Linked DNA regions of Gasterosteus aculeatus: region 2 is linked to region 1. A link is a contact called in public Hi-C data. All regions are on one chromosome and are shown on one strand. Each heading gives the region's core, a stretch centred on a gene start, on an enhancer-like site or on the middle of the called end of the contact. The rest is flanking DNA. Distances are from core to core; before and after follow the strand shown. Region 1 has its middle 30 kb from the start of crispld2. Region 2 overlaps usp10 (ubiquitin specific peptidase 10).

Evidence for each region. A called contact is a pair of places that touch in the nucleus more often than the background predicts.
Region 2: a contact with region 1 is called in a Hi-C map of whole body, with 4 times the contacts expected there. The contact joins two enhancer-like sites. A contact is called at or near these places in 3 of 6 Hi-C or Micro-C datasets (skeletal muscle and whole body).

The regions. Positions count from the first base shown.
Region 1 is chr12:12,561,812-12,565,107 of fGasAcu3.hap1.1, reverse strand. No RefSeq gene overlaps it. Among protein-coding and RNA genes, the nearest start is that of crispld2, 30 kb to the left of the region's middle. Within about 2 kb of position 1,612, at least 1 of the 9 cell types and tissues checked has open chromatin away from gene starts, as enhancers often do.
Region 2 is chr12:12,606,262-12,609,557 of fGasAcu3.hap1.1, reverse strand. It overlaps usp10 (ubiquitin specific peptidase 10), which reads left to right. Exons shown (of 14, transcript XM_040196096.2): 4 at 723-1,949. Among protein-coding and RNA genes, the nearest start is that of marveld3, 4.5 kb to the left of the region's middle. Within about 2 kb of position 1,652, at least 3 of the 9 cell types and tissues checked have open chromatin away from gene starts, as enhancers often do.

The DNA of each region.
Region 1 (3,296 bases), core at 363-2,862:
TTATTTGACTGCTAATGAATAAGTAAATGCTGTTGAGTCTAATCTAATGAGCAGCTGACACAGATCACACAGCTGAGAGAACATCAGCTTTGTTGAGAACAGAAAGACACCTTGACAGAGATGATCATCCACGACCCCTTTCACCAAGGTGAAGGTACATAATGAACATCATTTCACCTCTGCGAACAGAAACAACCTTGCACATGGCTAGAACTTTGCAGGAAGGTGCTGTTTCGAATTTACGGCGCCTTAGGAATCAGCTTGGCACGGTTTGGTTGGTCTGGCCGGAGCAGCGGTGATGATGATGATAATGGAAGCGGGGTTGTAGGTGGAGATATCACTGCTCTATGTGGCTGCCAGTGCCACAGGCCACGGCTACTTATTACTCAAGAGGAAACGGAAACTCCCCATTTAATTAAAGCTATTAGAGGTCAGCGGCACGCTAAAGCCCACTGCTCTCCTCTGGCTAATTTTTCATTGAGCACTCTGTTTGAATTCAGTCTCCTTCCATGTTGCTCTAAATTGCAACCTGCTAGTGTTTGATTGCTGCAGGATTGTCTTTCTTAAAAGCACTGACCGTCAAATGCACATTCATGGCGCAGTAGCTGATGCTCATACTGTCTATAATGTATGTAAATTGGATATTTATGGGGAGTTGAGGCAGTAAGGGATTACAATTTAACAAGGAAAATGCTTTCTGTGGTCAAAGATCAGTTAGATTGAATTAAGAGATTAAAACACATTTGCCTTGCAGTTGCCATGGATTTGTTGGTAAATCTTAATTTAAAGTGGCAATGAAATGGCCTAATTCAACTCAACTAAATTGTATTTATAATTTGATAGAATATAAGATTACGATGAATCAGAATATAATGAAAAAAATGAATGCTATACTATATGATTTATTATAGAAGTTCAGAGACAGATAAACAAAACTGACTGAAGACCAAAATTGCCAATTCAATATCTTTGAGGAAATCATAACTTCATATAGAAAGACAATAGAGAAGTACATTGTGTCCTAGGTCTAAGGAATATGAGATATTGGAACAGAGTGCTGAGAAAGTGAGAAACAGGACTAAAGGTGATCGTGGTCATACATTTCTTTTTTTTCTTCTTTTTACAAATTATATGTCAGACCACATATGAGCTTTCCCAGCCCTGATATCCATCATACTTTGGTATAATAGGATTTCCTGGGTGAGCAGCACTCCTTCCTTGAATGTCACGCTAGGCCGCAGGTCAGACCTCCCGTGGCAGTGGCTCGCACATTCAAGCTTTGTTTAGGTGATTGATGGATCATCAAAACCTCAAAAGGCATGATGACTTCAGAATGGGCCCCTGTGTTCTTTGAGAATATATATTAGAGTCATGAACCATGCATATCAATTGTCGGCTTTTTGTGTATATCATCACCTTCAAAATAAAACATATATTTTGTGCCCTAATGTCATGAACAACACACCATGACTATACACTACAAATTTTTTAAACTCTTAAACAATTCATTGGTGCTCTCTGCAGAGATTGTTTTAACTGAATATAATACTTATATATAAGTCGATTACAACAAGTGTTGCTGTTAATTCCGTCCATCTGTTTTAATCGATTCCCTGCGCATGAGGAAACGAGTCACACACAACGTCATTCAGGACAAATGACAATACAGGATGCATCTGACCACTAGGGGGAGAGAGAGTACAACACATCTGGCCCAACCTGCCTCACTTTGAACCCCGTGCAAGAGTCAAAGCGGAATAAAGAACTGCATCACCAAGGTATTTGTATTTTGCTTTTCAAAGGTATAATCTACTTGAAATATATTTGTGGGTTTGACTTAACTGTTTTTGCGTACTCTTCAAAACCAAAAGTCTCAGCATCGATATATATTTTTATTTTTAATAAACCTAAAATATTCCATATATAATATTCAGTTATGCGTTTGGAATAAATCAAATATATAACAGATGTGTTGCCATGATTATGATTCTTTGTCTTTCATAGTTTAATACATTTCACAGCATACCTGCATTTGGGTTAAAATGCAGGGCATGCGGAAAACCCAGGAAACCTGTTTGACCCGAGTTTCATTATGTGGAGTTGTGATTGACTTTTATACAATTTTTTCAATACATGAAATTTTATAAAAGCTAACGGCACACCGCTGCACTTTGAAATACACCTACAAGCAAACTCATATTTTAACTTTGTTTTGTTTTTGTTTTTTTAACACTGTCCAAACAGTTTGCTATCTTGCATTTATCACAGAATGCAGTTTAAAAAATAGAAGAGGTACACAAAATGTACAGGACATTCATGAACTAAGCAAAATCCAGTAATCCATCACAGCTCCAGAGAAAACAACCTTCAGTATCTACTGAGGCTCTTTCCCATATCTACAGACATACTGTCTGACAGGGAATCTCTGCGCACTGACCAGCTCCAAATGTGACCCTCACTCACATAAATAATTTATCCTTTTCCAGAATTACAATGGAAATTAAAGACAGTAGTGTGGTGTGTGCAGCTTAGTAAATGAATGGAAATAGCTGCTCTTTATAAGAGAGAATTTTCTAATTAAAGATAATAATAAAGTTAGATGTAAAATCCCCACCCGAGTATCTATGCCATTATAAACCATCAAAGATTAGCATGTTGTACAGTACACGAAAAGGAAGCCTTTGGAGTTTCATTCATAAATGGGAGAAGAGTCAAACAAAGCAGCGAAAATTGGTCATAAAAGCATAGTAGGCGCATGATTTAGTGGAGCGATAAAGAGTGGAAAGGTGGCCATTCATCATGGAGGCTTGCTCACCAGGAGAGGGCCTGTCAAGGACACCTCCGGGTCTGGGAGGCATTTTGAGAGAGACGGAGACCAAGATCCAACAACTTGTTTATTCCAATGTCTTTTCCAGATGGACGCATGGAGTACAGACCTCAGATGTGTGACTAGTGCTCCAACTCCATTGTCACAGCAGCGATGAAGGATGGATGTTGTTAACTGCAAAGTTGAGGACGTATAAGCCTTATAGCAGCAGAACCAGATGTTGGGAATGGAAGAAGCTTTATTGTGGTAACTTCAGATTACGCTATAACGATTCAGGGGATTATACTAACAATCGATGGAATGCAGATGTCTCTTTGAAAGGGAGTGTGGCGCCAAGTATAAAACGATACCAAAAGATAAATAAGATCTAACTAAATAATATATTGACAGAAAATCCATCTACATCTGTATTATTGAAACAGATACATCTTGGCAGCTAAACGGGGCTTTACACAAGTTTGGGAGCATT
Region 2 (3,296 bases), core at 403-2,902, 44 kb before region 1:
AGAGAGAGAACATGAATGTTTTCAGAGTCCCAATCCGATGTAGAAACATGGCGTTACTATTGGCTGATCTACAAATGCTCATTCACGTCCTTTTTTTATGAAGGCTTGATGCAACAGTACAAAATGCCACACGAGAAGTTGCTCTTTTAGAATTGGCAAGAACTGCATAGTAGCCCACTATAGGAACGTAGAATGACAACCACCTAGTTTGAATATTAAACATTTACATTTTTCGATACATGAACGGATTAGTTAACCGCCAACCATATGATTAGATCTGATTACACAAAACACTTGCATCTTAAATGAATACCAAAATATACTAATGGCACATGAAAACAAATGCTTATAAAGTCTGTGCCGATTATACACTTACACTTGTCTCAGTTTAGCAAGTCTGGATTAGGATAACTGACAATACCCAAGATCATATTACCCCCTCTGCCTCAGTGCACCTGTTGAATCACCCATTTCTCGACTCCTGGGATCCCCGTAAGCGCAGATGGAATGTGGTTGAGAATAGACCCAACAATAGTTGTTTGGGCTAAAGACCGGTCCAGCAGGATTTGTTTAATTCTATTGGAATGTCTGATCGTGTGGCTCGAGGGTGTAAAACCAACTCTTCAGCAGAGCGTAAAATGCAACATGATTTTCATATTGAGGCCGTATTTGAAATGCAACCCCTTTTTGTTTCTAACTGATTGCAATGTTATCTGCCGCAGAAGACTATCAGCGCATTGAGTTTGGCGTTGACGAGGTGATGGATTCCAAGCCTGTTGGGCTGAACGATCCTTTGTTCAAGGTGTCGAGCACCCTCAACCCCCAAGCTCCAGAATTCATCCTGGGCTGCCAGTCTGCACAGAAGGCCCAACCGTCATCTCCCCAAGAGGACGATGTCCCCGATGGGGCCCACTTCAACTCACTGGATGGTCCTGACATGGAGGCCTCGGCCCTGGACAATCAGTCCTGCCAGGATATGGACGGACTCCCTGGCAGCTTGGGGCAGCGAGAGAGGAAGAAAAAGAAAAAGCGTCCGCCGGGTTATTACAACTACCTGGATCCATTTACTGGCAACAGCAGCAGCAGCGCGGCGGACGGGACGCCTATGGGGGCCCTGGTGAACGGACATGCGATGGGCGGCCCCCACCACGGGGCTGAAGATGTGGACGGCAAGGCATCGCCGGGGGGAGAACTCTCGACACCCGGACCGGTCTCCACGGCCGCACCGGCAGCTCCCGTCGCGGCAGCCAAGTTTGCCCCTACAGCCACTGCCAATCAGAGGACTTGTGATAGCCCTGATGACTCTTCTTTGGACTTCACAAGTGGAGCTGCCTCTTTATCGGACGGCAACAATGCAACTTCCTGCTCTTCATCCTCCTCTCAAAGCAGAGAGACGACAGAGGGGCCGAGGACTGCAGATCAGCAGCCAGATCTTTTGGCTCCCCAGAGCCCCGAACTTTCAGATACTCCACACAGCCCGCCCTCCAAATCCCCTCTTCCTCCTTCAGCTGCCGTGGCCGCGCCCTCTGTCGCCACTTGCATCACGACTACTGAACTGGAGGAGAGCGAGTTTGCGGACAGTGGGGTGGCCAATCGGCTAGCAGAGCCAGACGCCGCCGTTGGTGCAGAGGAACACCAGGGGGACTGCGAGGGCGGGGAGCAGGCTCAGCGGGCCTCCCCAGACTCTGCTGCCCAGTCGGCGGCGTCTGAGCAGGCCCCCTCGCCTGTGATTCCAGCTGCACCTGCTGCAAACCCCCCCAAATCTTGGGCTAGCCTCTTCCACAACTCCAAGCCTCTGCCTGGGGGCCCTCAGGCCTTTGTGGAGGTAAAGCAGGTTGTGGAGGTGGTGCCTCCATCCCTCGCTACACCAGAGCAGCCTGAGAAATTTGGGGAGTACAAAGACGGCCCTGTCCACGTTTCAGAGGATCCAATGGCCCCTAAACTTGCAGGTATTATGTGAACATGTTTTGTATTACATAAAAAAGACCCAACATACCGGTTTGATGTTTGCCTCTCCCCCTCCACTTGATGGCAATATTGAGTCAATTATACCATCCCTTCTTCTTGGTTCATGTTTTAAACATTTGGTATTTAGATGGTAAGTGACCAAACTTCTGCTGCGCATTTTACTATGTCTATATTTGAATATGAATGGCTCAACCACTCCTTACCACAGGGCAATGCATTTGGCGTGTTGCGCATGTTAAAGCAGTTCACAGACAGAACACTAGATGGTGCTACTTTATCCACAATAGCTGTCAGGTTCATTGGTCACATTTGTTACCCATTTGATCTCATTACACTAATTACAAGTCTCTGGGACACGGGAATGCTATAGCATGCTCTGTTTTTAGATCAGAACATTCAGTTTTCTTCGAGAGGCTTCTTCCTTTAGACACACACGTTTTGTGTCTTTATTCAGTGTCATTCTGAAACTCAAATGATATTTTAAGCCCCGTTGAGGTGATTGTTGGACATTTTTATGCAGTTTTGACACTGACATGTGGTTCACTGCAGTCATAAATTGCTAAACCTTAGAAGGTGATTACAATTTGGCCACTTAGACGTTAAACTCAAATGGTGAGATCATGTTACTTTACTACAATAACACAACACAGACACACACTAAGACTGCAGCTTAAACATTCAGTTCAAGTGAAAAAACATCTGGTCATTTGGTGAGGCTGAAAGATGGTGGTTCTGCTTCCTGTGGAGGAGCAGGTGAAGTGATTATACAGGTGACTACAGTCACGTTACCATTGAAGAACAAGACATGACCTATTTTTCTGTGCCTCTTCATGCTGTTTTTCTAATGACTTCTTTTGTCCCTGTGGAGCATGATGTTAAAGGGTACTGCAGTATTTGAGATTTGTCTGTTTAGATAAACCTGATTTATATTGCCTGTATTTACATGTTTGTGGTTCTCTGAAAGTATGGAGCTCATTAGTGTCCGTTTACCCAAATCCCACCTTTTTCTTTCCCCTTTTGGTTCAACATAGTAAGACTTTAAACCAGCAAATGGAAACTGTTTTAGTGGTGTTCATTTGAGTGCGTTAATTTGAGTGTTTATTCTGCGCTAGTGTTAATCTCTAGGCTACACTTTAAAATAAGTTTAATGGCAAAAATTGAACACACTATTCGTTGTCATAAATGTTTGTCATTGGATGCTTAATGTTTGTGTTAATTCTGTTGAGCGGTGTCCACGTTACCATGGGAGCTGTGTGTCGGTGACAGCCTCCCTTCCTAGGCGTGGTAAAGCAACTTCTTGCCTTTATTCAGATGGTTTCTCGTGCTGT